Linked DNA regions of Hordeum vulgare: region 2 is linked to region 1. Evidence: chromatin contacts called from public Hi-C data. All regions are on one chromosome and are shown on one strand. Each heading gives the region's core, a stretch centred on a gene start, on an enhancer-like site or on the middle of the called end of the contact. The rest is flanking DNA. Distances are from core to core; before and after follow the strand shown. Region 1 holds the start of LOC123430204 (protein indeterminate-domain 16). Region 2 has its middle 7.7 kb from the start of LOC123426533.

The links. A called contact is a pair of places that touch in the nucleus more often than the background predicts.
Region 2: a contact with region 1 is called in a Hi-C map of seedling, with 4 times the contacts expected there. The contact joins the enhancer-like site here to the promoter of LOC123430204 in region 1. A contact is called at or near these places in 1 of 6 Hi-C or Micro-C datasets (seedling) and 1 of 1 datasets of contacts at active chromatin or transcription factors (embryo).

Annotation. Positions count from the first base shown.
Region 1 is chr2H:431,590,218-431,595,436 of MorexV3_pseudomolecules_assembly, forward strand. It overlaps LOC123430204 (protein indeterminate-domain 16), which reads right to left and starts at 3,554. Exons shown (of 1, transcript XM_045114092.1): 1 at 2,618-3,554. The coding sequence starts at 3,350. The coding sequence ends at 2,805.
Region 2 is chr2H:432,011,743-432,016,983 of MorexV3_pseudomolecules_assembly, forward strand. No RefSeq gene overlaps it. Among protein-coding and RNA genes, the nearest start is that of LOC123426533, 7.7 kb to the right of the region's middle. Within about 2 kb of position 1,634, at least 1 of the 3 cell types and tissues checked has open chromatin away from gene starts, as enhancers often do. A contact at or near this core is called in seedling, where this site is marked.

The DNA.
Region 1 (5,219 bases), core at 2,304-4,803:
GCAATGACGCCGCCGCCGTTCTTCGCCGCTCCACCCTCCTTGCGATCTCGACCTTGTCCTCATTCTGCAGACCATGCCTGGCAGGGTCCATCGGCGGAACCAGAACGTCAACGATCTCGGCAACCTCCTTCTCCAAAGTCCATCCTGAAACGCATTGCAAATCCCGTCAGACGGTGTAGGAGATGTGATGAGAGAAGCCTCACCGTAATTCGCGATGGTCTCCTCCTCATCATCGCTGTCAGACAGCAACCAGAATCTTCCTCCTGGTCTTGAGATTCCGTCATCGCCGAGGCGTATCTTTCTGTCTACACCATTCGCGAAGTCGCCAGGGCCCGAGACTCCGTCTTGAAACGCATCTAGATGCTGACTAGAACGCGTCCCAAAGGTGGAATGGGGATCTGACTCCGGCCGGCCGTTTGACAAACGGTAGCCAGGAGGCGGCCGGACGACGACGTCCAGATCGCCTCGCCTGTCGTCCCGCATTTGGTGGAACGGTCTTACTAAGGGAGATCCAGTACCAAAAAATTATAAAATAATTATTCAAATCAGGCTAGGATCACAGTAATAAATGGTTGTAAAAGTGCAGGATTTACTATAAACATTTCTCATAGTTGGGGGTGGAACAACAACGATGGTTTAGGGGCTTTTACATGGGACTTTTCTTTGGGTTAGTTTGATAAATGCCACCAGAATTCTGGCGATTCCGAGAAATGCTACTGCAATTTTCAAACTTTGAAAAATGCCATTTCGAGAGGCATTTTTCAAAGTCTACATTGACGTTTTTCAAAGTTTGTAAAAAATTGCAGTGGTACTTTTCAAAGTTTGTAAATTGCAGCCAGAATTTGTGTGCCATTTATCCAATTAACCCCTTTTCTTTTATTAATAGGGGAGTTCTTAATGAAATGAAAAAATTCTACTATGGAGTGTTGTAGACTGTCTTGTTCTATAATATACTACGTACTACTCCCTCCGTTCCTAAATATAAGTCTTTTAAACGATTTCACTAGATGTCTACATACGGAGCAAAATGATTGAATGTACACTCTAAAGTATGTCTATATACATCTGTATGTAGTCCACTGGTGAAATCTCTACAAAGACTTATATTTAGGAACGGAGGGAGTAGTTAGCAATTTTGTTAGATCGATGATATAGTTAGCTTGGATGAGAAACTTGCACTGCATCAGTGATATGGGCAATAATGTTGTCATGCCTGGGGTATAATGATTCAGCAATCTTTGTAGAGAAAAGATGGCCAGCCGGGGTGAAAAAGTGGCAAGAGAAATGTAACATGGATGTGATTTTACAGTAGCATCATGATGTTTTCCTGACGTTACCTTCTGAAAAAAGTTTGTATCCCTGGCTTGTAGGGAGCCTGTACAATGAACACCGGTAACTTTTGTCTGGTGCTCCCTATATGTGTCAATGCCTGGGAGTTGCTTGGTCCAGGGAGAAGATGGGCTCATGGTGGATGACCTACGATGACAGCTGAGAGATTCAAGTACGCACCTAGCCAGCTAGCTAGTTCAGTGCTCTATTCTCATGTGCAAATTAAATTAGTCTTACAAGCAAGAGAAATGCCAACGATGATGATGATTTTCCTCCTTTGTAAAAAATAGAATGTCACTGGCTTACAGTCAGTCATCCGTGAAACATCGTAACGGTTGCATCACATGCCGCAAGCTGATCCATAGTCGACCAAGGTGAGGGAGCAGACCACGGGAAATGCAAAGGTTAAGATGATGATAAAATATCAAAGTCAGCACACGATCCTGACTCCAACAAGAATTCGTATGATTTTTTCGACCCAGGCAATTTGCTGGCTACCACTGCCTGCACCCCCATCTGCATTCGCACAGAAATTTACGGCACTTTTATTTCATTCAGAAACAATGGGGCTCATCCGTCGTGGTCACCGTATTTTCCGGATCGATGACGATGACTGAACGGCGTCGCCTGTGCAGGCAGGGTACAATCCCTGCAGCGGTCTGCAGCTCCCATCCTTTACCTGGCACTGTTCGGGCAGGCTACCTGGTCGCCTGCACACCTGTATCTGTATATACACATGTATATGTATACGTATATATTGGTGTCAAAAGCGCGTCAGCTTGCGTTTTGCTGACATAAACAAACATAACTCAACAAACACAACTGCAGTCAGTGTATGGCATCATTCTGCTTTTCTCCCCACTGTTCAGCCATTATGAGAAGCCATATACGCAGTGAACAATTTAAGGTGACTGAGACCAGTTTGCAACTTAGCATGCTGACTAGGATGAAATCTGGCTTCTTGCCTGATCTTCCTTGTTCATCTAGGGCAGGCAGTCCACTAGCATGGCCAAAAGGAGCTGAAATCATCCAAACTTGATGGCCAATATTAATTTTTTGTCAGACGTACTGCTGTCACCGCACTAGCTCAACAGTACAGAGGGATCCGTCCAGCCTCTGTCTAGCAAAGAGAGAAATATACTCTTTAATTTACTACAATTAGTTTGGTTTCTGAACTGATCAGTTGTTTACTCCCTTGTTTCTTTAAGGCAGGCTGCTGCAATTAAGCATGCGCCCTCATTCCATAATATTAAAGAACTAATTAAGCATGCATGTACACCCGATGGAGTAAAGAGGAATAACCGTTTCCTTGATGCATGCATCAACCAGGTGATTATCGTCTCATACAGAACGTGACTGGCACTCACAACACAGGAGCTACGAGAGAGAGAGAGAGAGAGAGAGTTACAGCTAGCAATGGCGACCAGCAAGCATCGATCTCCGACCATGTCGGTGCAGTTGGCCGACCAACCTAGTCAAGGATGGAAGCGCTGCATGCAGGCGTGGCAGGTGATCTCGAGCGCGGCGGCGGAGGCGGCGGAGCCGAGCCGCCTGGCGGCGATCTGCTTCATCCGCTCCACCCGCTCCACCTCCTCGCGGGCGCGCTCCCAGATCATCCTCGCGCGCGCGAACTCCCTCTCGGCGAGCTCCAGCTCCCGCTTCGCCAGCTCCCGGACGCGCTCCGCGTAGGCGCGCTCCGCCGACGCCATCCGCGCCTGCTCCGCCGTCTGCTGCTTCACGGCGCGGACGTCCACCGTCACCTGCTGCTGCTGCTGCTGCAGCTGCCTCGCAGCGCTGGCGGCCACGGTCGCCGCCACCCTCCTGCTCTCGTTAGCCGGTGGAGTCGGCGGCGCCGGCCGTGGCAGCTGCAGCAGCTGCTGCTGCCTCGGCCCAATGCTCATGGACAGGTCCAGGTCCAGCTGCTGGTGGTCGCTGCCGGCGCTAACCGGCGCATCCCGGATCACTCGAGCAGCGGCTGCGGGGAGCAGCAGCTGGAGCCCCCTCTCCCCTTGCTCATCCATGGAAGATCGAGACCAAGCAGTCAGGTAGGTATATCTCTTGCTTGCTCGCGTTGCGCTCTGGCTTGTTAGCCTAGCTTAGTTAGGAGGCGTTATGCGTTACGCTGCGTATAGGATTACTATATATGGGTGTTTATACATCTTCCGATCGAGCGAGCGAGCGGGCGAAAGCAAGGAGCATCTAGCTAGCGTGCGCTTTTACCGGAACGCCCCTGGCGTCATCTGCAGCACTAGGCAGTGTGCCTTTGTACAGTCTGCGCATGGGGGGGACATATGTGTGTCCGTGCCACGAGGACGTACCCCTCCTTGGTTTCAGGCCGCAGCAGCTGCTGGTTTGTGCGGACCACAAGGAAATGCACCACATCTCTCGTCGATGCAGCCCTGTCTCTGCAAAATCTCTTGTATGTATCTCGTGGACGTAATTCAGTTTTTTCTTCTTCCGCTTTGCCCGTGCATGCGTACGGCGATACGAGTAGGAGTACAAGGTACTCTACTAGACGCCGCTCAAGGAAGAAAGGGAAGGGAAGGGATCGATGCCGCCGGCCAAATCTGCGATGGGGCATAGCATAGGGATAGGGAGCTCAGGACGTTCTTTCATGGCTGCTTTTGTTCCACATGCTGCATGCCTCGCGCTTTACGGGTTGGCAATGCCACAATAATTCTCGACGTGCATGCACATGTTTAGTTTTCATGGGGCGCGTCTCGGCCTGTGAGGCCTTTATGGTAGGCCTAACTCTGTCCGCTCTGTAAAAATCAAAAGAACAAAGGGATCCATCGAAAAAGAAGGGTGCAAAAACTATTCGCCTACAGGCAATCGGGCTTCTTCGTTGGACCTTCGCTTAATCCCCGCTTTTCCCTTTTGCAGTTCTGCTTACTGCCTTGCGTATTGGGATCCTTAATCAATGCATCGATCCTTATTGTCTTATTGACTCAATCCATCGTCACCTTTAAAAACATGAACTACCTACAAGACTCACAACTAGCTACAAGACAACATGACTTCCCGACTCCCATGTCGCCCCCATGGGCGGTCTGGGAAAAACCCTAGCCGCCGTCGGAGACACCTCCCCTCCGGTCCGTCCTTCCCTCGCCGTCACATGGCGGGACAGACGGTTGGCGTACCCTAAATGAGTATTGTGATCATGTGGACGAAACGGCGGCGCTCGAAACTAGAGATGGTGATGGTCTTCTCTGATGACGGTGGTATGTGACGTCTCCCTCTAACTCCAGACCGGGTTTGATCCAGCTTGGCAGGTGCTACACACGCCGACTCTTGCGGATGTGTCAAGTCATGTCTGTCGTCGGCAGGTGTCACGCATGGGGACTTAAGCGGAAGCATCAAGTCATACCTGCTGCCGATAGGTAATACGCGTAATCAACGTGTGATCGTCGAGATCAGGGATCGGGGAGAACCCCTTTTGTTATTCGGCGAGGAGCTAAAACACTCACAAATTCTCACAGCTTCCTATGAAATGATGATAAAAGTAGTTAGCCAGGTTTAGATTACCCATAGGTGTAATACCCTACTCTTACTTTATGTGCGTTTGTTGGATGTTCAAAAATGAATTACAAGCTCAAGTTGAGTGCTCCCAGCTAATTTGGGAAGTGTTCGGGTGGGTTCCTGGCTACCTCGAGCACACTTCTCTTCTTTCTATATCTAGTTCGTCTCTGAAAGTTTGATATGAAGTTCTTGGGATCTTCCCTCGATGACCATGGATCTCCCCTTATATAGAGTTGAGGGGTTCCACATTGGTCTCTCATGTAAAAATGATACAAAAAGATTATTGTTGGGAAACATGGTAGAAAACAAACAAAATTGCCATACGAATCAAGTTCTTAGGATTACTATGAAGATGCATACAAAGTTAGATC
Region 2 (5,241 bases), core at 384-2,883, 420 kb after region 1:
ACAAGTTTTGTTCCACCCTTGAGAGCATCGAGGCCCGTCCCGTGAGTGGCATCGGCATCAAAGACATGGTATGCCGACATGCTTGCTTATTTGATTGTCCCATAGCTCGCTCGTCCATAATGTTGCTTGTCCATTTGTAGGTCTTCAAAGCTTTGGAAGCATTCAAGGTCCAATATGAGGGCAAGTCTTTCAACCTCACTCATTGTTGGATGATCATTCATGGAGAAGAGAAGTTCAAAACGCAATACGCTACCATCAAGTCGTGTAGGGGGAAATCCAGCCATTGAGGAGCATGATGAGGGAGAGAAGTCGCGTCCGTGGGGGAAGACCAACTCCAAGAAAGAGAACAAGCGCGGGCGCTATCCCTTACCTTGCAAGCTACTTTGCAAGGTATGATCTCCAACAAGGATTCAAGAGAGGAGAAGCGTCGGCAAGACAAGGAGGAGCAAATTAGGGCCTTCATTGACATACAAAATAAGAAGCTCACGTTGGCGGCAGATAAGCAAGCGAAGATGTTAGAGACCGAGGCCACCAAAGCAGCCACCAGAGCAAGAGAAGTTCGGCTCGCTTGCATGACGAAGAGGGTAAATATCATGAAGATGGACTTGAGCACGATCTCTCCGGGGAAGCGGTCTTGGCTTGAGAAGATGTAGGCTGACATGCTCAACGTTGATGACAAGTGATCCATGGCATGACCACGGCCGAGATGGTGTGGGCGAACTATATTCTCATTTTATGGGTCGGCATGTGTGTCGGTTGCTAGCAAGTGTGTTCACCATGAAAGCTGCAGACTTTTTTGAAGGTTGGAATATGTATGCCGGCCGCTGGCATATCACCGGCATGAACTCTTGGCGTTGGCTCGCATGATCTGTGACCGCAGGTCTTTTTTACATAAAAAAGTACGCGCGGACGAAAAAATAGTCGCTCCATTGGACACATAGCTGATTCATTTGTAAAAGAAGACGGACACGCCGATCCAAACAGAAAAAAAAACAGGTCACTTTGAGTCACACGCTTCAAGTTGTCCTAGGAGTAGAATGCAAAATGAGGGCTAGCGTTTTGGCTCCTGCTCCCGGGTGAACAATAGCGCAAAAAAACATTAACTGTTTTCAAAAAAATCTAGATATTTTTATACATGATTGTATTACTATTATAAACATGCATCATAATTTTTCTGCGAAAAGGAGCGGCAGTGTTTTGTCAGCAAAAAAACAAATTTGGAATACATTTTAAAATAACATTTGATGTTTAAATTTTTGTTTGCATGGGACAATATGTTTAACCCTTTTTACCTTAAAATTTACAGATAGCATTTGAATGTGACTAAATACATAAATAAATTTTGTCTTGATTTTTTTCATTTCAAATTTATTTATTTATGGCCCCGGGAGCATATGCCACCCGAGCCAAATTGACTTTCCGATGCAAAATAAGACTTTTATGCAGTAGCTTTCACTGCCTGCGTCATGGTAAAAAAGAGAGAAATTAGCAAAGTGTAAACAAGAAAAGGATTGCACAAGATCCAACAAGTGCATCCAAGTGTTACTTGGAGTATGTGGGTTTGCTTTATGCGGGAGAAAAAGGCTGGGAGACATGGAGCATGTCAGGGAGGGCAGAGGCAGAGGCAGAGGCTGCCCACCATGTATGCATGCATGTAATGTGAACTCTACCTTGGGTCAGCCTTTTGGGGTCCTTGTGCTCTCCACTAACAACTAATACTACAGAAAAATACAACTACTGCTCCAAATCCGAAGGATAATGCTTACTATCTGATCATCAACTTCTCGAGGAATAATACATGTGGTGTGAGCTGGGGACAACAAAGACTAACTCCTTTAGGGCAATGATCTATGGATGATGGCAGTATCAACTATCTTCAAGAACCCTAGAAGAGAAGGAGAGGCTTTGGCCACCATGCCCGCATGATCGACCTCTTAAGCCAAAAAGGAGTTTGCCCACTTCCATCTTGGACTGTTTACTTCCTACCCTTTTCCTTTCACCTCTCCATTTGCTTTTGCCCCTTTCAGGGAAATCACTGCTTCAAAGGCACCGCTTTGGGAACATGCACATCAAAATTTCTGTATAGGTTCGTGTGCACGGTGATGTGTTGTCAATGTTTGAGGGGTTCAGGTTACTCGTGTCATACAAAAGGATTGGGAGTGACTGACCTTGCAGTGTCTGAGGCTTTTCGTGGATCTCTCATCCTAGCTAGAACTGTCCATGGCTAGTAGAATCTGTCAAATATGGCTTCGTCATACATCGCATTGGGCAGTCCGCTCCGGATGAACTGCAGTCGCAGGGCTATACATTATTTGATGGAACAACTTATTCAAAATGTTAACGAGAGCGCCCCTCAAATATGACCCCTCAAACGCCCACACACTGACCGGACGCGCTTTATTTTTTACTTTTCACGTATGCATTCTTCATATCCGAACCCTCATATCTATATAAATACATGCAACGCTACGTAAAACAAGAGATCAACAGCTTTCATCGAATGAGATTGCTTCACCGAACAAAAGGATCATAGTTCATTGGAGTTCATCGGCAAATTTATACTATAAACTACTTAAGCATAATTAAAATACGAACAAAACGAAGGAAATCACCATTTCCTCGCCGCCGCCTTCCCCTTCCGGTCATCCATGCTGTTGTGCCCCTCCTCCGTGTAGGCTCAGCGTGCGGTGAAGCGTCATCATCGTCATCGGAGTCGGACATGGTGGAGATGTCGCTGTCGTCCTCGTCGGAGCTCCACCGCATGTCGGACAACCTGCGGAGGAGGTAGTCCTGCTCCTTCGTGTGGTGGGTTGCTTTCGCCTTCGCCGCCGCCTCCTTTGCTGCCTCGCGCTCCGATAACTGGATGGTCAGTCGAAGCGCCTCGGCATTCTCGCGACGGAGGCAACGCGCATCCATCTCCATCGTCATCAGCAAGCTAAGAAGGACGCCCACGATGAGCGGGTCCTCGGGGTCGACCAGCACGCTCGAGGTCGAACGCCGCGCGGCCAGCGCCTCCCCCCTCTCCCTAGCCTGTTGCCGCTCGCGACGGGCTGCACGCGCCTCGGATTTCAGCGTCCTCGTGCGCCCCGTCCCCGACGCTGGCACGAGGACCTAGTGTTGGCCAGGCATAGCTTCCGGAGCATAAGGTGGTGGAGGTGAGCGACGTACATGACCTGGAGCGGACCTCCCGAAGCGGGAGCAACCGAAGCTTCGCGCCTCGTGGGATGGGCCTGCGACGTTGACGACGCTCCGTCAACATGTGACGGACCCGGAGGATGCAGATCCACCGCCGTCGGCGCTCCGTTGGCATGCGATGGGCCCGAAGGCTGCAGATCGACCATCAGCGGGGCCGCCTTGATCTTGCAGCGATCGGTGCAATGCGATGCAGAGGGCCACCTCTTCCACATCGACGTTCGATCCATCGGAGCTGCTTCCATCGATGGAAAACAAAGTAAGTAGAAATTGGAACAAAGTAAAGAGCATAAAAGCAAAGCACTGAAAGTAAACTATCGTTTTGTTTGCAATAGAGAGGTTCGACAAGGGGAAACTCACATCATGGTATACATCATATGTGCGGTAATTCTAGTTTCCTTTTACGTCATTCTACCTCTTTGATTATATGTTCAATAGACATGGTATACATCATATGTGCAGTAATTCTAGTTACCTTTTACGTCATTCTACCTCTTTGATTATATGTTCAATAGACGGTTCATTCTTGAACAGTCGAACTCCTCCATCTAGGGATTGTGCTCCTCTATTGTTCTACAATTAGCGTTCTGAGATCGGACTAACGCTTTACATGTCGTGGATTCCTATTATCCTCGCTCCTCATAGATACCAAAAATTATAACATGCAGGTCACGGATTCGTAGAATAGTATGTGTTACCTCTGTAGGTCTTTGGATCATGTGGTCTAGGCCTTTAAACTTGACAACATGCATTACACTCACTTTAGATAAATAACTTAACAATCATTTACTAATTTGTTTTGAGAAAACAAACTTTACTGAAAAAATAAACATTTTATGAATATTCCAATATTTTGAAATTCTTGACATTTTTTAGGTGATCATTTTTTCACAATTCTGAATATATTTTTAAAATTGGAACAACTTTTTCAAAACTTCCAACATCTTTTTGAAAACATGAACACTTTGAAATCATATTTTTTAAAATATGGACATTTTTTCAAAAGATATAATTTTTCAAAAACATGAAAATATTTGCAAAATTTGAAATTTTCTAAAAATTTGAGTATTTCAGAAAAAGATAGTGAATTTTTGAAATTTCCCAATATCTTATTTGAAAAAATAAAAATTAAACAAAAAAAGTTAAAATCTAGTATAGAAAATACTACCTACATTTGCACATAAAAGATGGTTTAGATATTTTAATATGAAGTACACACGGACTAAAACGAGTGAATGGACACACTAAAATATATCTATATACATTTAATTCACAAAAGAATTAGAACATATGATGTTTGTGAAACCAGGGTGGTTGCTAGTGTAAAAGACCCAAAGTGGGATGGCCCATTTCTCATCGCTCAAAGTGGACTTGTGCATTGTGCCAACAATTTCACATGTCAAATAGGATTTGTGACACAGAATGGAGAGCAACTAGCTAAGGGGTACACCTTGCGGGAGTCCCTTAAGGGTCATTTTTTATGGGCTGAGAAAGCATTATTTGGCGCGCTTTCTGTCGTTGCCATGTGTTGCGTGGCACTCATTCGGGAATTTTTTTTTCTGCACGTGTTTTTAGGTTTTAGATGGATATTTCAGGGGCGTCGGCTTTCGTCCAGTTTTCCCTAGGATATGAAAACAACTACAAAAAGATGCACGAAAAAGGTGTTTTTTCTTTCACGAGAGACACATATTTGCCTCTCCTGAAGGCACATGTTTACTTACGTGAGTCATGAGAGACACAACTGTGTTTCTCGTAAAATGAAAAAACATGTTTTTTCCATGAGACACAGATTTGTTTTCGCGTGATTCACAACTGTACCTCTCGGCAAAGAGGAGAAACTCACTTTTTCGCTTTCTTTTCCTGGACGAGAGGTACAATTTGCTTCTAGTGGAGGCATAGCCTCTCGAAAAAAGAAAAAAAATATGTTTTTTGTGAGAGATACAGATTTGCTTTTCATGGAGGCACATGCTTGCATCCACGAGAAGCACATATGTGCCCCTCAAAAAAAGAAAAACGCGTTTTTTTACTTTCACAAAAAGACATATATTT